Linked DNA regions of Oryctolagus cuniculus: region 2 is linked to region 1. Evidence: chromatin contacts called from public Micro-C data. All regions are on one chromosome and are shown on one strand. The core of a region is the stretch at or near the end of the contact, and the rest is flanking DNA. Distances in the headings are between cores, read along the strand shown. Region 1 holds the start of C6H5orf63 (chromosome 6 C5orf63 homolog). Region 2 has its middle 60 kb from the start of MEGF10.

Region 1 (7,151 bases), core at 2,482-4,981:
AAGACACCATATGATTTGTTTAAGGTTTAAGTTAAAGGTGGAAATAAAATGAGGAAAGGCTTGGTTTTGGAAAGCAGGATTCTTTAATACAGAAGGTTCTGATCTGTAGCTATAAGGAGATTCACATAATTTCAGTTTTGAACCTGGAGAAACAGCTCAGTTTAGATCTCTGTTTCCCAGGCTTATGTCTTCAGCTGCCTCAGTTGACTGAGTTCCTATGAAATAACAAAATCCTTTCTCTTGGCTGACTGGGAGGACTAGGTGTTTTACAAAGCAGAGTAAAAAAAAAAAAAAACAAATAATTCAATGTCACGTCCTTCCCGCCTGACTAAACCAGAAATTTCCCCATTATTTCATAATTAATATGAAAACTTTCTAGAACAATAAGAGGAAGTTCATTTGCTTCCAGTTGCAACATTCTGATTTCTGCTGCAATCCCACTGGCAATAGGAGGAAGCAACACATCCCACATGACTACCCTGTGACAACATAAAACACTGTCAACGTTAGACTCCTTTGCAGTGTTGTCAGTGAAGCAGAAAATACAAGTACGGATTTCCTTCCATTTTATGTGGGTAACCTAGACTTAAACTACTCACTGTACATAGGTCTTGTATCCCCAAGGCAGGACCAAACCAAGACATGGCCTTAACTAAGATACCAATTTAGCACACCTTAAGAGAGCACTCTTCAGGTATTTTGGTGAGGAGTTGAACAGGGGAGGCCTGGAGGGAGTGTAGTCAAGGCTGGCGGAGTCTTCCAGCTTGTGTATTTCATTCAGCACAACAAAGGCCCCGCAACAGAACAGGCCTAGTTCCTTTGGAAGGCAGTTTGGTAACCATCTTTGGATTCCATCTCCAGTCTGTTTATTAAAGCACTACTTCCAATGTACCGAGTAAGCCCTAAAAGAAGGTAATTATTCTACATTCTTTTCTCTACCTTGTTGCACTCCCAGTGATGTTTTTATGCTCTGTATAGCTCTAGCCTCCTTTCGAGGACACTGCCTGTTGACATCTATAGCATGTAGTGTCTGAGCCCATTTTGACAAACACTGGGCCAGGGACTAGAAATACAAGTGTAACAAAGATATCACCCTTACCTTTAAGGAACTCATTCCTTGGGTAGGAGAAAGACTGATAAAGGAGTAAGATAATACCAGTGATGAAGGTTGTAGTGGTAAAATGGCTCGGACAAGAAGTTACAGGTGAAATGCTCTGAAATCCAGGGTGATGGATACTTTCTAAAAATAGATTATTTCAGTTTTGTCTCCTCTCTGGAAACTTTAACTTAGGTAAGAACTAGAGTGAAAAAGAGAGTAATGTTTTCACGTCTCCTGTTCCCTGTGCCTGTACTGAGATGGGGATTTAGGGGTGTGAATTCTATTTATAGTATACTTAGCCACAGCTTTTTATTTTGCATATTCTTCTTCAAATGATTTTGTTCCCAGAACCTGCTGTGTGATACTAATGGAGGAAGCTCAACTAGTCCCTGCTACCTGTGTAGCTACACATACCTGATCCAGATGGTTTTTCCTCCTTCAGAATAATTGTAAACAAGATTAAAAGCGCATTCAGGAACTATTCCAGCTGGCTTTTGGCTTCCTCTGAGGTACACTCCTTGAATAAAGCAGCGGAAAATATTAGATTTGAAATAAAGAACATAAAAAAAAAACTTACTACTTTTATCAGATCACCTCAACTTCTTGCTACATTTGAAACCTGGGGCCTTCACATTAGAGAAACTGAAGGCATCAGCCTGCTTACAGTATATATAAGTTATGAAAAACTTTAATAATACAGGAAATAACTTATTTTGAAGACACTTCTCTGCAGTGCCTCTGGGTACTTAAGAGTATGATAGAGCCAGGCATCTGGAACAACACAGAAACACAGTCCAGTAAACTTGCCAGCTGGAAAATCCTCATTTCTATTACTTACCTGCCTAGGGTCCTTCTGCCTAAACCACACTGCCTCATATTCCTCTGGTCCAAGATTAAAGCAAACAAACAAAGTTGTCCTTCCATGGTAGGGGCCACCTCTGACTCCAGTAATCAGGAAGGAAAAGCCAGGGACTCTGCCTGTCTGTAGCACCGGCCCTACCCATCTGAATTTTCACAACAGGGCCTTTCTAGTTCCAGGGCGTTGTATTCCTCAGCAAAGCAGGATCCAGATTATGAGCTACCACCTTTCACACAGAACCATGATTAGTTCTGCCTTGTCCCAGCGTTGCCATCATCACTCAGTGTCTCCAGGGCACACCTCCTTTTCCAAGCGTTGCTCATCTCTCCCTGTCATTTACCCACAACCACCTCAATGTCTGTAGCCCCAGACAGTGGTGGAGAGCTTCGTAAGCACCGTAAAAACCGTCCCTCAGAATATTATTAAACGAGAAGGCTGTTTCCTCTCCCAGCCACCACCCTCAACGCGCTCAGTGTCCCAGTGGCTGCTTAACCAAGGCTACAAAGCCCTGCTTATTATGCTCGGAAATGTGTTAGAAAGAGCTGGGACATAACAGATCCTAGACACTATCCCTGTTCTCCCAGGAGCTGAGAATCTCTGGGTCAGGCGAGGCCATACTGTGACTTTTTGTTGTTGTTGTTGTTAAAAGGCTCTAAGATATAAAGGACCATATAACCACCATCCTATTGAAGAACAAAGGCAAAGATCAGCAGCAGCCCCCCCCCCCCCCCCAAAAAAAACCCTCCTTGTTGGAGATAGCCATAGAAACAGTCACGTGTCTGTTCACATTAGTGACAGCTGAGTGGGGCTTCTCTACCATCAGACTTAGTAAAAACAGTAGGAGCTGGTGTTTGTGCAAGGTGGCTGGCAAGGCCGAGTATCTGCTGAGAAGGGTACAGTCTGATCTATTGTCTCCCAGTTCGGGGTCCGCGGGGCTGGTTCCGCGCAGGAAGGCGGCGAGCAGGTGCAGCCAGCCGTGCCAGCCACGCTGCCTGCTGCACCTGGCACCCTCCTCACCCCGAAGGGCGACGCGGCCGCGAGCAACGCGTATTTAAAATCGCTGTCCCCTCCCAGAAATCGGGCGTCCGCGAATGACCCGAGGAAGCACGAAGCTGAGCTTCTGTCCGCTTTCTGTACTGTAAAAGCTGCCTCCTGTTTCCGCTCATTTATTCACTTCCCGGAGCGCCCTCTCACGCGCGCCCGCGCGCTCCCTCGCTCCCAGCCTCCCGCCGGTGCTTCCTGGATTTATGGCTCCCGATTTAATTAAATGCCCTCTAAAGACAATGGAACCGGGCAGCGCGCGGCACGGCGAAGGGTGGCCGGTCCTCCCCCGCCCGCACACCCGCGCGCCCGCGCGCCGCGAGCGCCCACCGCCCGCACCCACCTGAGGCTCGCGCCGCCCACGTCGCCGCTTCCGCCCGCGCGCGCACTTCCGCCCCGGTCCCCGCTTCCGCCCGCGCCCGCCGCCGGGCGCTGCTGTCTTCTGTGGTGCGTTCCCACAGCCGCCGTCAGGGGTGGCTGCTCGTGAAGAGAAGGCCGCAAGAACCAAAGCCAAGCTGTAGAAAAGCAAACAACTAACCAGCGAAAAGGGGCCCCGCTGAAAGCCGTTTAAGGAGCCCGAAGGGCTGGGAGCCAACAGGAGGCTGTGCGGTCCCGCCATTTCACCGCTCCCCGCATGCATGCATTCGTTCGTTTAGTATTTATTGCCCTCTTCATCTGGTCCGGGCCGAACTAGGTTGTGAGGAGCAAAGCTGGCGGCCAGTACCTTCCCCACACTGTTTTGGTTGCTTGTTTGCTTTTTGTCGGGCCTTAGAACATTGTCCTTTTCTGAGAAGGCCTCCGGTGTGATCTATTGCAGACAGCTTTGGGGTTGGGAGTGGAGGCCGAGGGAGCGTCCCGCAGGCTGAGGGAAGGGTGCACGCCGCTGGAGGGGGCTGGTGTGGCCCGGGGCACGGAGGGAATGGAGAACGGGGCGGCACACAGGCGGGGACACACAGCCAGGCCGCAGTGACTCTCTGAGGCCAGCTGCAGGTGTTTCAGGTTTATTCTCTGTTCCGTGGAGGAATGGAATCGAAGTGGTTGTTTTTCCTTCTGAAAGGGTCTGTCAGCTTTGCAAAGGAGACACAAGAGTTTAGGACAGGCAGGAGCAGCCAAGTGGGGAGGTGAGGAGGTCACTGAGTAGTCCAGGTTCCAGGTGTACTGGCTGGAATGGTTGTCGGGTCATAGTGATGAACTGACGAAGCAACATGATGGTAGCAGTACTCAAAGCTGGCATTCAAGGATTGGTCACCCAAAGCTTTACACTCATTAACTTGTTTACTCCTGAAGGAAATCCCATTAAATATTATTACTGCCATCTTGCAGACGGAGTAATGGAGGCTTGATAACTTGCCCACGTTCTCACAGCTAGGAGATGGCAGAGTTGAATTCTCAGGCTCTCATGCTGGTATCCATGAGCTTACCTCTATGCAGTCGATGTGTATTCAGTGATTTTAAAGAAAGCTATAAAGCAAACCAAGGTCAGGAATGAATCCTTTAAACAAACCCCGCTGATTATGTGATATTGCTAGAGGACACATTTAGAAAGTAGAATTTTCAAGTTCATACTTTATCGCTTCAGCGTTTGCTGATAGCTTAAAGGGGATTTTGTGACTGCCGACAGACTTCCTATGGTTATTTTTGAGTTGATGCACTCTGATAAGACTTGATCTTTCTGAAGAAAAAAAAATCATTCAGTAAAGTGCACTCCACCTAACAATTGCTGATAGATTATCTTTAAGGAAGTAATCTTGGATCTGGTTATACGCACCTTAGTGGAGCCTGCATAACTTAAGTTTTGTGAAGAGATGAAAAAGCTCCATAGAAATGTAAATTCCAGATCAGCTTCCAAATGTCATTTCTTGAAGAAAAATGAAACTTCTTAAAATAAATTGAATTTATGAAACCTGATTTCACATGATGAAGGAAAAAGAATAGCTTTACCAAAGGCGTCCATGACAATGAATGCTTTTTAGCTTTGGGTAGAGGTGAATTTCTCTCAGGGACCAAATTTCCAGAACATGAGTTTAATTAGTAAGAATCTCTTGGGTTCTTGAGTGGTGACACAAGAATTGGAACCTCCAAATTATTATTTCAGTTCAGAGTGGGAGTCTCTTGAAATAGCTGGAAACCCCCGAGAATTCAATGTGGTCAATGCCTAGTCGCTGTGTGGGCACCAGTCTTAGTGCCCGGAGCTCAGAGGACCAGTTTAGCCTCTATCTCCGGGTCTCACAGTGCTAGGCATAGGATTTTCACCTGGGAAAAATGTCTGTAGTCTGACCAGGAAAAATGTTTGTTTTCAAAATAAAAGAAGAAAATTAATAAGCATTTCCTCAGTGGTCAGAAAATGGAACACTGTTGACTTCATTAATGGCTAGGCCTAATGCGCATAACAACTTCATTACTTTTTTTTTTTTTTTTTTTGACAGGCAGAGTGGATAGTGAGAGAGAGAGACAGAGAGAAAGGTCTTCCTTTTGCCGTTGGTTCACCCTCCAATGGCCGCCGTGGCCGGCACACTGCGGCCACGGCGCACCACGCTGATCTGATGGCAGGAGCCAGGTGCTTCTCCTGGTCTCCCATGGGGTGCAAGGCCCAAGCACTTGGGCCATCCTCCACTGCCTTCCTGGGCCACAGCATAGAGCTGGCCTGGAAGAGGGGCAACCGGGACAGAACCGGTGCCCCGACCAGGACTAGAACCCCGTGTGCCGGCGCCGCTGGGTGGAGGATTAGCCTATTGAGCCATGGCACCGGCCATAACTTCATTACTTTTAAAACTGGTTTGCTGCACTCCCAGCCATATGGATTGATGGTCCTCTCCCCTCATTTAATGTATTATTGTTTAGAATTTTTTCTACAAACCCCCGAACCCACAAGAGACAAGCAGCCCTTCCCCCAGTCTTCATTGGGATCAGCTTCATAGCCTCCCTCTCCTCAGTAGTGATTTCAGGAACAGCTTTGGGCCACAATGTTAACTCGACCAACTGACTCCAAAACAAGTCCAGCAGCTACAAGAGGAGGTCACTAGGTCCATTAGAGACCCCAGCTGATGCCAAATGAGGCCTCCAAAGTCAAATCACCTCATAGCAGTGTTTACAAGTGGTGATAATGGAACGAACCAAAGCCTTCACCAACCAGGTGGTCAACCAAATGCTACTACTACAGGGATATACTCGGCTGCCCACCCAGGACACCACAACTTTAAACATTGCCCCATGCCAGTAGAGAGTAACTCATTGACCCATGTGGACAGGAAGCAGCTCTAGAAGAGATCATTGTCTTTCCACCCCTCCTGGACTTTTGGAGCCAATATAGTCTCATACAGCACTTGCTTTATAAAAAACAAAAGGGGGAAATGTTAGTAAAATGGTACCATTTTCCTAAGCCCAGCCTGGCTTACTAGAATTCAGGCACACAAATGGCCCAATCACAAAGCATCAGCCCCACCTCCACCCTAATGGAATTTGCTGCTCCCACTTCTTTACCACTGCAAAGCTATATAAGACCTGTTTTCCTAGTACAGGTTGCTGTTCTCTCAAGCACAGGAAGACAGCCTGTCAGATTTCTATCCCCCCCCCCCCCTCCACTAACCCTTCTCCCTTACTCTGGAAAAACAACAACAAAAGCACAAGTTTTTAGTTGAGATGCTCTCACCAAGGTAGTTTCTGAATATATAGGGGGTCAAGAAATCACAGCGAATTGTAAGTTGGATACTTTAGCCAATACTTTCAAAAGCAAAATTCTAAAAATTCCTTTATAGTAAAATTATTATGTGTGGAATGGGCACACCTTTTAATATGCTTCAAAGGAGCACTGGGTCTTATATGATTTTTGTCCACTCAAAACATGCTTCTCAGTGGCGTTTGACTACATCACCTTCTGGACTCCAACTTTGGGCTATTCCCTGAGAATCTGGACAGGGCTGTTACAGGGATCTCTGTATTCTAGAATGTTCCTTCAGCACTCAGATAGACTGAGTTCTCTTAGATCCCAATGCCCTGTGAGCTCAGTGGTCAGCTCTGAGGATGAGGCCTCTACAGTCAAAGCCCACAGATCCAGTTTGGCCTGTGACTCCTGGGGTAACTTCAAGGGGTGCTTTAGAGGACACATCCTGTTCTTCCAGAAATGCCCTAGAGAAAGGTCCCCCACCTAAGGCA
Region 2 (6,718 bases), core at 1,417-3,916, 120 kb after region 1:
GGGATGCCGGCACTGCAGGAGGTAGCTTTACTTGCTATGGCACAGGTGATTTCCAGGTTTTGTGTAATAGTAAGTTCACAATTATTTAATAAATTAAATTGGCAATAGTTATTTCATTCAGTTATCTAGGCATCATGGCTGCATGTCAGACACTCCCAAATGTTCACTGTGTTGTCACTGTGATGTGAATGAATAAAACATGTTTCTGGAATGCTTGGTGCATGGTTCACTTTAGGGCTCTCTCACCCTCCTGCTTCTGAGGCCATCAGGTGACCCTAATGCCTTTGTGAGACACAGCCAGTCTACTGTTTGTCACTTCTCTGGGCTGTTAGGGAAGCAGACAAACTCTGCAAGACAGCTGCACACTGAGTTCAACGTCAACAACATTTCTGTCCTTTTGTGATCTGTGCTGCTTTTTGAAGTGCCGGTTTGTGGAGGCATAATTTATGGATAGCAAAGTTCACCTGCTAACCGGGTTCTGTTGGAGGAGTTTGGATACTTGTATGCAGTTATGTCACGGCCGCCACCGTCAAAACAGAGGACATTTCATCAACCCCCAAATTCTTAAATCTCTCCTCTGGCCTGTGGATTGTTTCCAGTGGTCAGTGGTCAACCCTATAGCTTAGCATCATGGAATTTCCCTGCTGCTGTGTTCTTTTGCAAGTTTCTCAACTGACCATCAGTGCTGAGAGTTCTGAGCGTGAACCGGGTGGGCTGTGTCTGGGCCTAGGGGTGTGGGGTAGCAAGGCAGCAGCTCTGCAGCTCAAGGCCCAGCTCTCACTGCTTTGATGCCAGGGTGTAGGAATGGGGTGGATTAGGTGTTTCATTGCCTTTTAATTCACTGCCCTGATTACTGCCCTGCACCCTACTTCATTTTGTTTCTTGCCATCTTCAAATTTAGGATCTCCTAGGACTTTGCCATCAAAAATGGCTCCTGCCTATACTGACTTCTTCCAGGTGTACTTTGGGCTTCAGCTTGTTCTTCTCTGGTTCACTCAAAAATACGGCCTGTCCTCTTTCTGATTGCCAAGAGATTCATCCAACTGTATATCTCCCTGATGGCCCTTCTCGCCTCCCAGACAGTGGTGCTGTGGCTTTATGGCTATCTTATTTCTTTGCCATAAACGCCATGTGACTTTGCAAGGAGTAGAAATGAACATGTGTGCTGGTATAAGTGAAGACTTTAAGGATCAAAAAAAAAAAAAAAAAAAAAAAAAAAAAAAAAACACAAAATCTAAGGTCCATCCATGAGGTCAACAAATAGATTACTTGGGTGTCTTCTCAGATGAGGCATTGCTTCAGGGAAGAAGAAGAACTGTGACCTGTACCTGAACAAGCTCTCTGACTCACACTGCCATTAGCATGAACTTTGGTTCTCGCATTCAACTGATTGCTTTTTAAGTAAAATAAAGTTCTAATTAAGAGAGAAACGAATGTTCTCAGAAGCAGTTTCAGGAAATGTCCCAAAGCCGCACAGGTGTTGCCTTCTTAGAGAAGTTCAGGATGTTTCCAGCCATTCTGTGACGCTGACCTGACAGCAGGCTCTGCTCAATTCACAGCATGTCTGTGACGCAGATGGGAGCTACAATTTAATTTTTACCTAGGCGGATTGTGGAACAGAGCAGCCTGATCTGAGTCACAGATAAATCCCAAAGGGAGTCAAAACATTTTATTAAAATCTACCAAGATTAAAATACAGAACACGCAACGCCTCATGCTGGACTTCCAGTAATTTTTTGAAAGAAATCCTTCAAAAAAGGACAGCAAACGAACCGCCCCTTTCTCATGCCAAAAAAACACCCCCAAGATCAACTTTCACTTTTGGTTTTTCCTTTCTCTTCCTTAACAATTCAAGAGCTGTTGAGGAGGCTATAGAAACAATCTCTGCTTATAAGTTGCAAAGAGAGAGGGCAAACATCTCTGGCAGGTGAGCTGCCGCCTCCTCGCCTGAGCTTTTGCCATGCTGTTCCAGTGACGAGGACTCTTTCCCAGGGGACGGAGACAGAGAGGGGACATCTCAGCCTTTAGACCTCTTGGGAGAGGCTGTCCCCAGCCTGTTCTGTAGAGGGAGGGTGGTGGCACCCTTAGGTTTGGTGGCCTTTGGTTTCTGTGCCTTGGCTGTCATCTCTTGCCTTGCCCCTTCCCTGTAGCACCTGGAATTGGCAAAGGGCCACAGTAGGGGATCCTAAGTACTTCTGGTGTAGAGTAATCTGATCTTTCTTTTGATATGCTCCTAAGGGATGGTTTTAAACTGGTCTGTTTGTTTGGGTAAAACTCCCACCCTGGCATTCCTGTCTGCAATTGCAACCGGCTGCTTAACCTTCCTGGCTAGGTTTTGTCACCTGTAGAAGACATGCCCTCCTTAGAAGAAGTCACAGCAAGGCCAGGTGTTTGAGTGAGTGTGGGACAGCACACACTCTCTGCAAGGGAGTGCAATGTTGTTCTTGCTTCCCTTCCTCAATGTGGTTCCACACCTGGCCCCGCCCACAAAACCCTGCTGCTCTTGTTTCCTGTGTGATCCATGGTAGCCCCTTGGGCATCAAGCCAATCACCCTGTCCCTGCCAGGGGTGCTTGGCTGCCCTCCAGCGATCACCTCTCCTGGGTAGGGTCATGAGGATCCAGGGGTGAGCTCTGGCAGAAGGAAGAGGGTTGGGCGCCCTGGCAGTGATTCAGCGAGGTGCTCAGTGACTCTGAACAGGGAAGGGCGAGTATGAGCTGTGTGGAATGGGCTGTGGGGAGGGAGGCTGCTGGGGGCTGATTTAAAGGACAGGACTGCCCAGTGGGTGCGCAGAAAGCAAGCAGGCCAAAGGGACTGTCTGTACAGTGCATGGTGCTTCTGTCTTTCCAAGTCACTTCCTCCCTCTGCTGCTCTGATAGGGGATATATTTTTCCCCATTGTGTCTCCTCCTCTCCTGCCTTGGCTGGGAGGGGTAGGGGAGGCAAAGAATGAGGCTGGGGCATGGGGTCAGGGGAGAGAAGAGGAACCTGCACTGCTCTCTAGCGGACAGAGTAGAAACTACATCAATGATTCGGTTTCTGTCTGCACAACCAGAAACAGTGGAGAGACAAGTTTTAGAGAACTCTTGTTATTTTTTTTCTCCAAGTAAAAATGTGCTAGCGAGGTAAATGAAAAGAAGAGGCATACATTTTTAGAAATGGATACTCATTGAACTTAAAAATTTTGTTTTTAAATTTATTTTTATTTGAAAGGCAGAGACACAGAGAAAGAATGAGAGATCATTCATCTGCTTGTTTCTTTCCCAAATGCTCACAACAGCCAGGGCTGGGCCAGGCTGAAACCTGGGGCCAGAAACTCCATGGGTCTCCCATGTGGGTAGCAGGGACCCAAATACTTGGGCCATCACTCCCACCTTCTAGGGTGCACGTCAGCAGGAATCTGACACTCTGAGTGCCTCTCTGCTGTTCCTGCCTGATACATCATTCCAATTGTTTCCCTGTCCATGACCTTGTTCATCTGATTAACTGTTTCTCTTCTCCACTAGAATGTAAGCTCCTTGACCAAAGGATGTTTACTGTCTTGGGCATGACTATTTTTCAAGGCTTAGATCAATGCCAGACACAGAGCCAAGGCTCACCAGTCAGCTGGATGGATAATGACCAAACTATTCTTGGCTACTGAGTTCCAACCTTCATAGGCCTGCTGTAATACCAAACATGTAATGTACTCAGGGCATCGAAAAGAGAGGTTTCCTCAAAGACTGGCAGAGCCAGGAGACAGAATTGAGAAGAAAAGAGCCTAAACAGAGGTTGAGAAGTGGGGCAAGGGAGCTCTGGGATTGAGTGTCCACCGTGGCCTGAGCCAAGAGCTGCAGTAGAAATTCCTTGGTTTCTGCACGCACATGTGTGAGGGGTCTTATGACACAGGGCAGCAAAGTGCAAAACTGCAGGGGCAGCAGAAAAGAATGAAAGGCTAAGGAAGTCCTGTGATGAGAAAGTGGCTAAAGTGGCTTTGGACAACAGCTCCTTCATCTCAGCACTTTTCACAGATTTCAATAACTGGCAATAGTGTTTTGATTTGCACATTTGCTTTAAAAATAAGAATGATCTCTTTTACCTATTTTCAAAATGGAGGCCGGCGCCGCGGCTCACTAGGCTAATCCTCCGCCTAGCGGCGCCGGCACACCAGGTTCTAGTCCCGGTTGGGGCGCCGGATTCTGTCCCGGTTGCCCCTCTTCCAGGCCAGCTCTCTGCTGTGGCCAGGGAGTGCAGTGGAGGATGGCCCAAGTGCTTGGGCCCTGCACCCCATGGGAGACCAGGAGAAGCACCTGGATCCTGGCTCCTGCCATCGGATCAGCGCGGTGTGCTGGCCGCAGCGTGCTGGCCGCGGCGGCCATTGGAGGGTGAACCAACGGCAAAAGGAAGACCTTTCTCTCTGTCTCTCTCTCTCACTGTCTACTCTGCCTGTCCAAAAAAAAAAAAAAAAAAAAATGGAAATGATTAAAGCACAGCTTGCAGTTTTTCTCGCTATTTAATTTTACTTATAAATGCAATAGATTCACCCAGGCTAGGTAGCATATTCTAAAACATCTGGAAACTCCATCCCCAACAAAAGGGTCTTCTCCATTTTGATTAATTTCTTCTTGGTAACTGAATGGATTTTTTGAAAGATTTATTTATTATCTATTTGGAAGGCAGAACAACAGAGACAGACACAGAGAAAGAGATCTTCCCTCTGCTGGTCCATTCCCCAAATGTCCGCAACAGCCAGGGCTGGGCCAGGCCAAACCCAAGAAACTGGAACTCCATCTGAGTCTCCCATGTGGGTGGCCGGAGCCCAAGCACTTGGGCCATCTTCTGCTACCTTACCAGGCACATCAGCAGGACACTGGATCAGAAGGGGAGCAGCCAGGGCTTGAATTGGCACTCCCAGCTGGGATGCTGCAGTCACAATGCCAGCCCTCTTACTGGAGCTTTAAATTGCTAGCAACTAATGTAAAACCACCCATAAGCCTCAGACCTAATACATGGAGCTTGGGAACATCTTGGGCAGGCTCGGTGTCCTGCTCATTTTGGTGTCCCAGAGCCCATAGTAGGTCCTCACATACTGTTTGCTGGATAAATGAATACGTGCTGCCATGCTAAGTGTTTGGTTTCTGACTCTACTGTGTATGATAGATGCTCAGCCAATTTTGAAATGCAAGGGATTTGAGACTGTAACACAGGGTAGAACATCATGTTCCAAGAGAAGTGCAAAATTCGGTCAAAATATGGTGTATGAGGGGAACTAAGGAGGGTTCCCCGAAGGGACAGTGTTTGAGCAAAGGGAAGATTGGCCCTCGTTGCTGAGGGGATGTACACATTTTGTAAAAGGAGAGGACAGGAATGGCACAGACAGACAGGAAGTGCAGTGAGTGCCAGGAGGCGTGGCCTGCAGGAAGAGGGACGCGTGGTGTCGGCGCCCGGGCTGGGGAGGCTGAGCTGTTGAAGGCTCAGACACCGGCACTGGCAGTGCTGCTCATTCTTGGCTTGTAAGCCAGGGGCTCTCAGCCCACCTTGCCAGAGGGAAATTCAACTTACTGTTCGGGGACCCTGCCCCATCCTCCGTGACGCAGAGACTGAAAACACAAGGCGGTCTCCCTGAGTTCGTGGTCCACCTGGTGCTCGTCCTGTCAGAACCGTCACGCACCCTCAGGCAGCAGAGGCTCTGCTTCTCCCCGCGTTGGGGCACCCAGGCTTGGTACTCCTCCGTGGGAACCCAGTGGCCAAGGGCGCTGCCTTCTTAGGTTTTCCTTATGGCCAGGCTCTCAGAGGACTTGTCTTCTCCCCCAGGCTTGCCCAGGAGAAGGACCCAAGCTCTGATGTTTATGGAGCCCTCCTTACCTTCCTCATACAGCACACCCGCCTTCTCCCCGGGCTGCATCTCCTGCTACTCTCCTTTTTGCTTGCATTTCATTGGTCAGACTGTGTCATGTGACCATTCAAACGTGCAGAGGGGGCTGGGAAATGAAATTTCAGCCGGACACACTGCCGCCCTGAGGAAGATTCAGGTTCTGCAGTGAAGAGGAAGGAATGGGTGTGGAGCAGATTCCAGGGGTGACTGCCACGTTCTGTACCATTTGGACCTCTGTCCCAGCTAATGGACCTTCTGGGAGAGCACACCAGGTTTTAGCAAACCCAAGAAATATCCTGGATGTCCACGCTCCTCTGTGCACCCATCAAAGTCCATGCATGGATACAGCAACATGCACCTGGAAACGTGGATTAAAAGGTAACTTTATTTTGGTGCAAATATTTTGAAATCCAATCACATGAGAGGTCACCAAAAAGTTCATGGAAATGGGTGTTACGAGTAAACCATACATGGATTTTAAAATTTTTTTTGCACCAAAATGGGGTTATCTTTTAATTCCCTTTTCCAGGGATATTTTGAAGTATTCTCATAAACATGATTTTTGTATTTATATTATACATATTATAGTTTCTCTTCATTGGCATAGTGCATCCTGAATTGATTACATTTGCAGAAGCCTACATATATACTTATTTACATGGCTGCTTTTAATGGCCACTTATTTATTGTTTTTTAGTGTTTTCTTCTCTCAACTTCCACTTCTTAATGTGGGCCATTATCTTACCTCTGTCAGTAGTTTAACAGATCTTTGTATATGAGTTAGCCCTCTTTCTTTTAATTTTTAAAAACTTTATTTATGTGAAAGGTAGAGGGACAGAGATAGGAAAACGACAGAGATCTTCCAT

Evidence for each region. A called contact is a pair of places that touch in the nucleus more often than the background predicts.
Region 2: a contact with region 1 is called in a Micro-C map of ear pinna, with 2.5 times the contacts expected there. The contact joins the enhancer-like site here to the promoter of C6H5orf63 in region 1. A contact is called at or near these places in 2 of 6 Hi-C or Micro-C datasets (ear pinna and an unstated tissue).

What each region holds. Positions count from the first base shown.
Region 1 is chr6:16,247,954-16,255,104 of mOryCun1.1, forward strand. It overlaps C6H5orf63 (chromosome 6 C5orf63 homolog), which reads right to left and starts at 3,732. Exons shown (of 5, transcript XR_011389679.1): 1 at 3,343-3,732; 2 at 1,514-1,616.
Region 2 is chr6:16,368,050-16,374,767 of mOryCun1.1, forward strand. No RefSeq gene overlaps it. Among named protein-coding and RNA genes, the nearest start is that of MEGF10, 60 kb to the right of the region's middle. Within about 2 kb of position 2,667, at least 1 of the 8 cell types and tissues checked has an H3K27ac peak or open chromatin away from gene starts, as enhancers often do.